2 separate regions of the Sus scrofa genome follow, and region 1 is linked to region 2. Evidence: chromatin contacts called from public HiChIP or PLAC-seq data. All regions are on one chromosome and are shown on one strand. Each heading gives the region's core, a stretch centred on a gene start, on an enhancer-like site or on the middle of the called end of the contact. The rest is flanking DNA. Distances are from core to core; before and after follow the strand shown. Region 1 has its middle 120 kb from the start of ZFP36L1. Region 2 overlaps RAD51B (DNA repair protein RAD51 homolog 2).

Region 1 (6,174 bases), core at 3,224-5,723, 240 kb before region 2:
GCACCAAAGGAAGAGGCTGGTGAGTGGACTCTGAAGGGCCTTCTGAGACCGCCCCCTCAGGCTCCCCTCTCCCCAGCAAGATGCACCAGCCATGTTGGGCTTGATTCCTAAGTGGAGCCTGGAGCACAAGACCCCCAACCCTGGCAGGTGAACGAGCGCCCCACCCCACTCCATCTCCCACTACATATGGGATGCAGGTTTTGTGGTTTGGTTTGGTTTTTTGTACTTGGAGCTTTTCCCTGTCAGCTCTCCATCTGCATCCTCTGTTGAAGGCCTTTTGATGACAGGAGACAATGCCCCCCCGAAACAGGGGCCGAGTCAGTGAGTCATTTCAGCAGCCCCCCTTACACTCTCCTTCCACCCAAGACTGCCTGGTTTCTCAACCAGCTGCTTGGAAGGGGTACCTGGTGAACAGGTTCCCTGCGGCCTAGAAGATGCTGACTTGTCAGCTTAGAAACATCAAAGGGTTAATGAGAGAAGAACAGGCTGAGAAAGACCTCATCCCTCGGGTGCCTGTCAACCGCAGGCTTGCAGGGCCTGAAGTGCCGTCGGGGAGCTCGGAGGAAGTGCAGGCTTCTCTACTGTGAGGAACCTGACCCTGGCTCCCTTCCAGGGCATGGTGGGGGTGGGGTGGGGGTGACGCTACATGCTCAGTGACTCAGATGTCACTGTCACCACAAAGGGAAATCCACGTGGGGGTGGAACTCCTCCGGAGACGTCCTTCACCTGAGATGCTGGGGACAAGAACAGCACCCCTGGGTTCATGGGCCAGGTCTGTCAGCCCCCGAATATTAGTCAGCGGCCTGTGTGGACATTTCTGATTTTAACTCTCATGAAGAACCTGGCCTCAAGAAGGGGCTGAGCTCCGAGGAGAACTGCCCTCAGGTACTTCTTGCAGCTGAAGCTGAGATGAGGAAGGCGTTCTCGCGAGTCAGTCCAGCACCGGGGCTTTGATGTGAGCTAGAGCAACGTCGAGGCGGTTTGTGCGTCATTCAGTAGGCTTGGTCCTTTCCATTTCCCATTGAGCTGGACTGTCTAACGCAGGGGGTTCCACATGCCCTGGGAGAATTGTCATTATGAGCAGGTTGCTAAGAGACTGTCCTCCATCTAGAAGTATTTTGGAAATGCTAGTATTAGTATTTGGTGATTTTTGGTTTTTGTGTTTTGTTTTTTTTGGGGGGGGTTCATTGCAATGTATTTTATTATTTTGTTAATGATTTAAAAAATTTTTTCCATCATAGCTGGTTTACAGTGTTCTGTCAATTTTCCACTGTACAGCAAAGTGACCCAGTCACACGTACATACATACATTCTTTTTTCTCACATTATCCTCCATCAGGCTCCATCACAAATGACTAGATATAGTTCCCAGTGCTATACAGCAGGATCTCACTGCTTATCCATTCCAAAGGCAATAGTTTGGATCTATGAACCCCAGATTCCCAGTCCATCCCACTCCCTCTCTCTCCCGCTTAGCAACCACAAGTCTGTTCTCCAAGTCCATGAGTTTCTTTTCTGTGGAAAGATTCCTTTGTGCCATATATTGGATTCCAGATATAAGTGATATCATATACTATTTGTCTTTCTCTTTATGACTTACTTCACTTAGTATGAGAGTCTCTAGTTCCATCCAGGTTGCTGCAAATGGCATTATTTTGTTCTTCTTTATGGCCGAATAGTATTCCATTGTGTATATATACCACAGCTTCTTAACCCATTCATCTGTCGATGGACATTTAGGTTGTTTCCATGTCTTGGCTATTGTGAATAGTGCTGCAATAAACATACATGGTTGCATGTGTCTTTTTCAAGGAAAGTTTTGTCTGGATATATGCCCAGGAGTGGGATTGCTGAGTCATATGGTAGTTCTATATTTAGTTTTCTGAGGTACCTCCATACTGTTTTCCATAGTGGTTGTACCAATTTACATTCCTTCCAACAGTGAAAGAGGGTTCCCTTTTCTCCACACCCTCCCCAGCATTTGTTATTTGTGGACTTATTAATGATGGCCATTCTAACTGGTGCGAGGTGGTGCTGTTTTTTGTTTTTTTTTTTTCTTCAAAAAATTGAAATGCATAAGGATCTGGCATTGCTATGAGCTGTGGCGTAGGCCTCAGCTGGAGCTCCAATTTGACCTCTAACCTGGGAACTTTCATATGCTGCAGGTGAGGCCCCCAAACATAAAAATAAAATAGTTAAAGGCAAAAAAATGTGCAATGCATTTCTTTTTTGTTGTTATATTTGTTCCTATCCCATCCCTTAACCCCTAGACTCAGCCACCGAAGGAAGTGGTTTCAGGAAACGCAAGAGATCCTGTGTTGCAGCAGGGGCGGGAAAGGGTGCCCAGATTTCACATGAGGAAAGGGGCCAGATCTGTGTTCTCCATCACTGAATTCCCAGTACCCTGCCCGTTGCAGCATGTAGAGGCTCAGACTAAGAGTTGGTCACAGAGAGTTCATTTGCGTTGCCCGAAATCCCACAGTAAATCAGCAGCAAAGCTGGGAGGAGACGCTGCTCTTTCACCTCACAGCCAGGTCTTTGCAGGAAGTCACTGCATCCTTTGGATGGCTTTAGGTGTCAATTAGCTGTCCCCGGGGAAGCAGGAGGCCAGAGCTGGGACATGAAGCTCAGGACTGGCTTCGAGATTGTGCCTTGGACAGGATGGGCAGGGCTCAAAGGCCTGGAAGAGCTGGGAAGGCCTTGCTTTGGGTAAAATTGGGCCTCCCTGCAGCAAGTGGCATGGGGATGGACTTGGCCGTGAAGTTGGAGTTCCCCTGACCCCAAAGTCAAGCAGCCAGATTAGGACTCAGGCAGCTACAGAAGCTCCCAGAAAGGATCTTCTCCCAGCCCTGCCCTGTGGTGCTGAGGCTGGCTTCTCTGAAGACAGGCTCCAGACAGCCCAGAGCAAAAGCAGTGCCTCTGCCCATTCCTCCCTTTTTTTTTTTTTTTTTTTTTTTTTTAATTTTTTGTCTTTTGTCTTTTTTTTTTTTTTTTGCTGCTGTTGTTGTTGTTGCTATTTCTTGGGCTGCTCCCGCGGCATATGGAGGTTCCCAGGCTAGGGGTTGAATCGGAGCTGTAGCCACCGGCCTACGCCAGAGCCACAGCAACGCGGGATCCGAGCCGCGTCTGTAACCTACACCACAGCTCACAGCAACGCCGGATCGTTACCCCACTGAGCAAGGGCAGGGATCGAACCCGCAACCTCATGGTTCCTAGTCGGATTCGTTAACCACTGCGCCACGACGGGAACTCCCCATTCCTCCCTTTTGGCCTCTATTCTCTTTCTTAAGGAGAAGACCTCCTGCTTTTTTTTTTTTTTTTTATCACCTGGGTTCAGACAACCCCTTTCCCCGTGGACAGTTCTGACTAGACCAGAATGTGAGCAGGTGGAAAGCTGCGACTTTCCAAGAGTCTCTCTGTTTGGACTGACCGCTCTGCGCATCCTGATCCTGAGAGCCAAGGGAATGAGGGTGCGGCAGAGAGGCAGCCACTGCACCAGGCTTCAGAACAGCTTCGTTGGCTGTGCCTCAGTTTCCCCACCAGGAGCCTGGCATGGAGGGGTTTTGCAAAGCCAATTCGGGGAAATTCCTGAGACTGGAGGCAGCTCTGGTCCTTTCCAGATCCTCTTCTTCAGACTTCCCCAGAGTCAGATGTCCAGCCACACAAATTCTTCTTGTCCATTCTGTGGCCCAAACAGCCTAGGGCACGTTGGAGGCTGGAGACAATGGTGGTTTCGCTGAGGCCATCAGAAAAAGCGTGCTCGGCCACAGGCTGGGCCCATGCGATGCTCATGAAACTGGAGGGGGCTGCCCAGCTTCCCTGTGGGACAGAGCTCGCTCACTGGGTCCAGCAAAGGCCTCGTTCAATTGGCCTGTCTTCTTTCCTCTCTGCTGGGGGCTGTCCTTCTCCTTCTTTCTCCGACGGCCCTCTTCTTTCTAAGCTCTCAGCACCATGGAACTGCACGGCCTCTGAGACCTGGAGCATCTCAAAGAGCCAGCTTTTTTCCAGCCAGCTCCATCGCTGTGAAGAGTCTGAGGGCTTTTTCTTTTAAAGATAAGTTGGGGAAAGGGTTAGAAGTGCTGAGAAGTCACGTCTGTTTCTTCTTTCTTTTCCTTTCCCCCTCTGGGGCTGAGAGACTAGATTTTTTTCCTTTTTACAGTACATTTTGGCAGGCCCCATTTTTTTTCTGACAGAAAAAAAAAATAACAGGCATATTTTGGGCGATTACTCAACTGGGGTCCTTTGTGACAGGATATGCAGCTGCGTGACTAATGGAGCTGGCTTTCTCCTGGCTTCCTTCCCCTTTCAGAGCTCTTGTTTACTGCCCTATACAAAAAAAAAAAAAAAAAAAAAAAAAAAAAAAGCCATAAGTTACAGATTTTTATAAAAAAAAATGCCTCGTGAGATACTCAAAGGCAATAAATCCTCTGGATATTCCATTTCCAGGGCTGCAAACTCCCCGCCCTCTCCCACTTTTTCTTTTCAAATGTTCAAGCTCTTGACTCACAACATGTGAATCTTCTCCCACCCCACAGGCCCGCTTTCTTGTGAACATATGTCCAGCAGATCATCTATGTGAGTGTGTCTGAGTGTGTGTGTGTGTGTGTGTGTGTGTGTGAGAGAGAGAGAGAGAGAGAGAGAGAGAGAGAGAGTGGGGGGTGGGGGAGGGGTGCACGATGAAAACCATATTTTTGCTGCTTAACTCAGCAATTGCTAAAGGAAGGAATAATGACTTCCAGGGGCCTCGGGACATTTTTTTTTTTTTTTCTTCTTTTCCAAGGCTTTTGTGTTTCCATAATCTATGACAATTTTGTGGTGTAAGCAAAAGTTATTAGGAAACATGGAACTAACTACACGGGGTAGGGTATGTTCTTTGCAGGGACGGATGGTCTCTTTACAGAGGAAATCCAAATTTGGCTGGCTTTGGAATTCAGAATTCTTGGGCTTCCCATAGAACTTTTGGGAGAAACTCTCTAGCTTGCAGTGTTTGACCACTGGAACTGGCCTTTGGTTTTTCTAGAGATCAATCAGTTTGTTATTTGAGGAGGTGTCTGGCCTAGGGATGGGAAAAGCTGACTGACTCGTTAGGATTGATGGAGACAGGTGGGTGCAGATGAGATGCAAAGTTGGTGGCCGAGCGATGGGTGGAGTCTTGTGTGATCTGGAGGAAGTCACTTAATATATGCAAGTCTCAGTGGCTCCTACGTTAAAATTAGGATAGGGAGTTTCCGTCATGGCGCAGCAGAAACAAATCTGACTAGTAGCCATGAGGATGCAGGTTCGATCCCTGGCCTCAGCAGAAACAAATCTGACTAGTAGCCATGAGGATGCAGGTTCGATCCCTGGCCTCGCTCAGTGGGTTAAGGATCTGGCGTTGCCGTGAGCTGTGGTGTAGGTCGCAGACAAAACTCAGATCCCATGTGGCTGTGGCTGTGGTGTAGGTTGGCAGCTGCAACTTCCATTTGATCCCTAGCCTGGGAATTTCCATATGCTGAGGGTGTGGCCCTAAAAAACCAAAGAAAAAAACCAACAACAAAAAAATCAGGGTAGAGTTTCCTCTCCTCCAGGTTGCTGGCAAGGGAAGGGAGGTGGTAGAAGTTCAAGGCACGGGGGAAACTGGACAGAAAGATGCAGGGCTTAGTCCTAATGCTTCTTCCTCTGGGGCCGGCTCAAGCTCTCAACAGAGGAGAGAGCCTTGTTCCCTGGGAACTCTGGTGCCATGTGATGAAGGGGAGAGTGGTTCTTGACACAGTGGCCCAGGACAGAGTATTTCAGGGCTGTGTTCCAGGATGGTGCCATCTTCAGGTTGGCCCACTCCTTAGCTATCTTCCACGCGGGGCTCAGAAGCAGAACTGATCACGTTCCTTTTCTACTTAAGACATGAGCTCATCAAACCTAATCAGCAGGCACCACTCACCCCATCTTGCCCGCTTTGTTTTTTGTACCTGACTCATCCTTTGCCCGGACTCTGCCCATGAAGAGTGAACCCAGACACAGGTCCCTGTAGCCCCTGGCACAGCCTTTTCCCTGAATGTTGTTTGGAGGCTCGTCTCTTCCTTTATCTTCTCTGTTCTTCCTGTTCCTCGCTGTTAGACCTTGCTCACTTGTCATCTCTTAGAAGTTTTCATCTAAAACTTAGCCCCTTGCAGACTCCCCACTGATTAAGAACCCCTC
Region 2 (5,838 bases), core at 3,204-5,703:
AGGGAAATGACACCTAAAACCTTGTGCAGTAGGAACCCAGAGCACCACGTTTTCATGGTGGTTGAGAAGACTACAATGAAATGGTATCATCCAGGCCATGCCATAAAGGTAAAGTAAGATTTCTTCCAGTGAAGGTCCTTCCAGGAAGGTAAATACTGCGTGAGCAAAGGAAGTAAAGGTAGAAAGTTCTAGGTACCACCACACACTGCAAAGTCTTACTGAAAGCATCTAAATTGTGAGTAAAGAAAAGGTACCTAGCTCTAGTAATACTTTTCTGTGAATTTTGTTTGTTGGAATGCTCTAAATTCACCTCTCAGTAGAAGAGCTTTTTATTATTTGAAGCTTACAGCTGTTTTTTTTTTTTTTTTTTTTTTTTTTTTAATTATGTTTTCAGACAGGAAAATGCAATCCTTGAGAAGAACTGACTTATGCAAGGCTGGGCAAAGGTCGATGTCTTGAACTCTGCAAGTGGCCAGGCTGGAGGCTGACCTCAGAATTCCCATTTGCTGCATCACCATCAGCCCACCCCTCCATCTAATAAAACCAACCCCGTGCCTTGGTTTTGAACATTGAACATTTGAACGTTTGAGAATGAAAAGAAATGTAATGTGACAGGTCAAAATCTCAGATTCCCTTGGCTTTCTGATTACTTACAAATCCACATAAGGCTCACATATCAATCTCCCCTCATTTTGTCAGCATCTGAATTTGTCTGGTTGTCGTGTGAGTGATGAAACTTTAAAAGCTATGTTGATGTGTGCAACATGTGGAAAACCACCCCTAGGTTCTCTGCCCTGGAAAGGCCAGAGGTATGTGCACACATTCTTATACAACCAAACAGACCTATCCGTCTACTGTGCACACACTCAACATCACTAGACACTCATTAAAAAAAAAAAACCAAAACACAGCGTCCTGTGTGCTGACTTGATGGGAAGCCATGGGCTAAGTTCTCAGACACTGGCCAAGAAGAGATGGGATCCAACCCATCCCGAGACCACAGGAAAAATACTTTCGACCACAGAGTTGGCTGCAAAATCTTCTTTTTGTAGGAAACAAAATGTTTCCAGCCCTCGTTTTTTTTATTTTTTATTTTTTATTTTTTTTGTCCTTTCACTGTTATTGAGTAGGAAAGGCAAATGCTTAAGCAAGAGGCCAAGTAAACATCTAAGGAAACCAAAATCAGGCTCCTCTGCTGGGAGAGTGGAAGACGGGTGGATGAGCAGCACACTGGACAAGCCCCAGGACTTTGGAAGTCTGGGGGCACAGCAACACAGGCCATTATTTATGAGTTTATGACCCCAGTTTAATCCCATTCCACCATGGCTCCAGTCATCAGCTATGTGGACTCAGACAAGTTGCTACACGTTTCCTAGCTTTAGTTCCTTAAGTGTCAAGTGTGAATAATGACAGTACTACTCTCAGAGCTTACTGTAAAGAAGAGATGGAACATATGTAAAAGTTGCACAATGTCCAGCACATAGTAGGCACTCAAGAAACTGGTTTGTTAAGGTCAGTCCAGGAATTGATACAAGTCACTAGAGTACTTCCATCATGGATTGTTAGAACCCAAGGATTCCTTAGAGATTAATACTCCAGCCCCCGCATCCTATTAATAAGAAAATGGTCCTGATGAAAAGATGTGACCAAATCATCCAGCCAGGGGTAGCATTGGAGTTAAGACCCTGCAGAGTGGGTGCCAAGGGTAAGGAGAGTTAAAGTAATCACACCACAGAGGACACTATGTACTGTCAGTTGGCAGTGGATCTTAGACTCTGGTGTACCTAAGAATCACCTGGCAATGTATAAAAATAAAGATACCTAGGCCCGCCCCCAGTGTGGCTGGTTTAGTCTGGGAAGGCCCAAGAATCTGAATTTTTAACAAGCTCTGCAGGTTGATTCCGAGAGGCATTCTTCCGACCACTGCTTGAGAAATATTACAAGAGGGAGTCATCAGCCAAAGCAATAACTGAGCCGTGTGCTAGGGTTGTATCTCATGGTTTAACCCCTATCATAGATAATCAAGAAGATTCCCATTGTACCAAATCATAAATGAGGTATAGCATGACACTGCTTCTTCCTCTGGATCAATTATTTTATAGAAGAGGAACCTGTGACTCAGAATCACTTGCCCAAGATCACATTCCTAATTAGAGACAAAGCTGGAACTTAATCCTAAAATATCATTATCTTTTTCCACAGTGGAGAATCTCTTCTCCAGGTAGCTAGAGGTAAAGACAGTGGGCTTATGTATGTGTGTTATATGCTAGATCCATGAATTAGTTTTAATCGCTGAGAGAATAAAAAATCTTCCCAGCTTTTTGATGTATCCTAATAGAGAAATTCTCCCATATTATTTCTGGGGCTATTATTCATCCCATCAGCTCCCTAGTAGGTTAATAGAAGAAACTTTATAGGAAGGAAGAAGTGACAATACTATACAATGCTGGACATTTCAAAAACACTGGAAACTGCATTCACATTAGTGCACACCACCTGCTTCCTTTGCATTAAAATTCTGCTCTTCCAATATAAAACATATATCTGACCCCAAGGTCTATAAAGTTCTGTGTGTCATCAAATAACCACACAAGTAACCTAGTTAGTGGTTACTGTGTTAAAGAACCTTGGAGCTTCCTGGACATAGCCCAGACAGATCGACATGGAATTGGATTCAGAGTCAGTCTAAAGGATGGAGTTTCAGCTCTTCCCTGAAGTGATGGAGCACGTAAGAGCCTCTTAGCACTTTCTGGAGGTTCCGCCCCACAGACTAGAAATGATTACTCTGCTTCTTGGACTAATATGGAAGGATATGAGAAGGCATACGGGTATAGCTCCCCAACTTCTACTTTTCTTTGATGGATGCTTCAGGCCAACAATAACCTTCATCCCCCAACAGAGTCTCTTCCAAAATTTGCAATGAAATGTAGGCAATATAGCAGTGAACGTCAGGGCCTGTTTGAGGAAAATCAGTAATGTATTCTACATCCTATCCTCACAAGACTCTCAGGTGCCCCAATTCATTAAGTCGGTAAAAGTGGCCTTAGAAAAGATTTATTATGATTTAGATCAATCTTACAGCTATTAATATTGGCCTTAGAAGGAGATTATAGATTTTCCTTACAGAGTCTGCAGTGGAATCTGAATTAGAATCCAAATATAGAGCTAACCACTTCATCATACTGTCCTTCCTGGAGAGAATTCTGACCTTCGAGGCTGCTCCTCTGCTCTGGGACATCAGTGCCTTGAGAGAATGCCAACCCTCTTCTATGACGTGAACCCATTAAAGGGAGGGAGCTTGCCATGCTTTCAACAACAGAGGGACAGGGTCTGGATGCATATATATAGACCCTGAAACGTTTCAACACACACCTCTTTTAGAGGAGATTCTGTTGGTTTCAAACCCCCAAGCCCCACAAGGCATTATTTTCAGCCATTAAAATGTTTCCTGAGCTTAGATACATCTGGAAAGTTTTGGAAAATCCCACAGGAAGGAGACTGGGCCAAGAGAGCTCCTTTTCTCATGCCATTCAGGAAGCACTGTACAAAACACTTGCCCTCCAAGACAGCCTGGTCCAGGAACCCAACTCTCAGGGCTGGGGAGTCATGGTAGACAGAAGAGCCGTTTGGGGAACAGAACCATGGAGACTATTTGGGATCTTATATTAACCACGTACCAACCGAAGAGCTTATGTAGACTGTGTTAATCAGGGTCCATCAGGAAAACAGGACTCACCCCAGGTAGTTTAAGAGGGAAAATTTAATGTTGGGTGCTACTTACAATGTGTTGGAAGAGCTGAAAGGAAAAATTGGGGATAGTGAAGAAACTTAGAGACTAGAGCAACATTAAGGAGCCTCCAACATCCCTAGGGTTGGAGGACCGAAGGAAGAAGTACTGTTACTGTGCCTAGAGAATAGAGTTGCCCATCTCTAGCTCTTTGTGGAGCTGGGTGCACAAGGGATCATGGTGGAAGAACTGGTGTTATAGCCTGAGATACCACTGGAGGCAGAGAGAGGGAGGCAGAAATACATGGCTTCTCTCATACTTCTGCCCTTCGTCCTCCCTCCAAAGCCCCAAACTAAGCAGAAGCAATGGGAAGGGAGCCTGAGAAATGCAGATCACACAGTCAGTTTCCTGTGGTACCAAGAAGAGCAGGGGAAAGGCAGGGAGTGGAACAGAGAGCAAAGTAGACATTGAGTGGAATGACCCACTAAGGCATGGATTCCTGATTTCCAATTTGCAGATGGCGATCTTAAAAAAAAAAAAAAAAAAAGCAACTTTGAAGCCTAAATTGGTAGTTCTCCAAATCAGTTACCAATTCCAATTCCACACAGCTGGACTTGAAGTTTGCCAGAATTCACTGGGGAAGGAGATACAGCTATCCATAGGCTCTCTCCTCCCTGAGCTCAGGGACCTGACTGCAAATAGTTTCCCCTCATTTCCCACACATTCTGATGACCACTGTCTCTTTATAGATGCCAGGGTTCTAAAAGAGGGAAACAGCACTGAGGGTGGGGAAGAAGGAATGATGGGCTGGAAGCCATAGTGGGGGATCAGCGGGGAAGAGAACACTTTGGCTCCAGATGCTGCACAATTATAAGAAATCTCTTCTGATCTCCAAGCTAATTCCTGATGGCAGGCATGGAGGCCTGGGTTGGAAGAGTGGACCCAGCCACACTAAGCAAGTCATGTGTCCTGAACAAGGCCAGCTCTTGTCTCCCGCCAGGCCTGCTGGTCCTTGTGGACTAACCATTTAGTAATCCATGACCTACTCACTTACTTACATCAGAAACGACCCCTCCTTGGAACCTCCTTCCAGATCCAATCTCTGTGCTTAAATGCTGTTGATCTTGCCTCCTCACCATCTCTTCTCTCTTCCTGCTTCTCTCTCTCAATGGCCACTGTCTGAGGTCAGGCCCTCATTTCTTTGCATCTCATTTCAAATCTCTCCAAGCCTGTATGGCCAACCCCTGCCCAAAAGAGCCTTGTAAAATGCAAATTGGATGTCCCAGCCTTGCTGGCAGTCTCTCTCTCAGTGGGGCTTCTAGGAGCCTTCAAGTTCCAGTGTGATTTGTCCTATGTTTTCTTGCTTTATCTTTATACCCCCCACCCCATTGCATAGACACCCACATACCCTCCCCAGCAGCACTAATGAAGGATCACTTGCAGTTCCCACCTCGAAGTCTTTGTTCATACAGCTTCCTCGGCCTCCTTCCCCATATACCTAGCAAGTCCTGATATGCCTTTCAAGTCTTATCTTAAACATTATACCCTCCTCCGAATCCTCTGCTGACCACACCTTCCCTACTGGGAGTTCTGACCATCCGAACATTGATGCCCATGTTGTCCTCTGTTACGGCCTCTCAATGTCGTCTTATACATAGTCACGTCTGTCACCCTCTACTTGGTGTTTTTTCTCTGCTGCATGATTCTTTCAGGCAGGAAATCAGATTTTATTTGACTTCATATTTCCAGCATTTGGCACACATTTCTATCCAGCAAAGATGTGAAGGCAGTAAAGGAGGAGAGAGGGAGCGTCAAACACAAAGGAAATTTAATGGTCTCCTCTAGTTGAAAACAGAAGAGTTATAAGAGGGTCCACGTCTATGGTTAGTGCACACAGGACGACTGATATTACAGGCTCTGGCAGATTTACACAAAAGATTTTAAGCTGTAATGTATATTGTTTCCTAACTGAGGATAAATATTAGATTTTGGGGAGAGAAGAAGTGGTTTAATAGATGCTATGGCAGCTGCTCAGCCAACTTGTCTCAGTGGGTTTTCTTTGAAAACACTTGGCCTTTGGACCAACACCACAGGTAAGGAGACCCTCTATG

Evidence for each region. HiChIP or PLAC-seq counts read pairs in DNA pulled down with a chosen protein or histone mark.
Region 1: an H3K27ac HiChIP or PLAC-seq map of skeletal muscle shows a contact between it and region 2. The contact joins two enhancer-like sites. A contact is called at or near these places in 1 of 47 Hi-C or Micro-C datasets (embryonic fibroblasts) and 2 of 2 datasets of contacts at active chromatin or transcription factors (alveolar macrophages and skeletal muscle).

The regions. Positions count from the first base shown.
Region 1 is chr7:92,377,175-92,383,348 of Sscrofa11.1, reverse strand. No RefSeq gene overlaps it. Among named protein-coding and RNA genes, the nearest start is that of ZFP36L1, 120 kb to the left of the region's middle. Within about 2 kb of position 4,473, at least 44 of the 83 cell types and tissues checked have an H3K27ac peak or open chromatin away from gene starts, as enhancers often do. A contact at or near this core is called in skeletal muscle, where this site is marked.
Region 2 is chr7:92,136,881-92,142,718 of Sscrofa11.1, reverse strand. All of the region lies in intron 10 of RAD51B (DNA repair protein RAD51 homolog 2), which reads right to left. Among named protein-coding and RNA genes, the nearest start is that of ZFP36L1, 360 kb to the left of the region's middle. Within about 2 kb of position 4,453, at least 1 of the 83 cell types and tissues checked has an H3K27ac peak or open chromatin away from gene starts, as enhancers often do. A contact at or near this core is called in skeletal muscle, where this site is marked.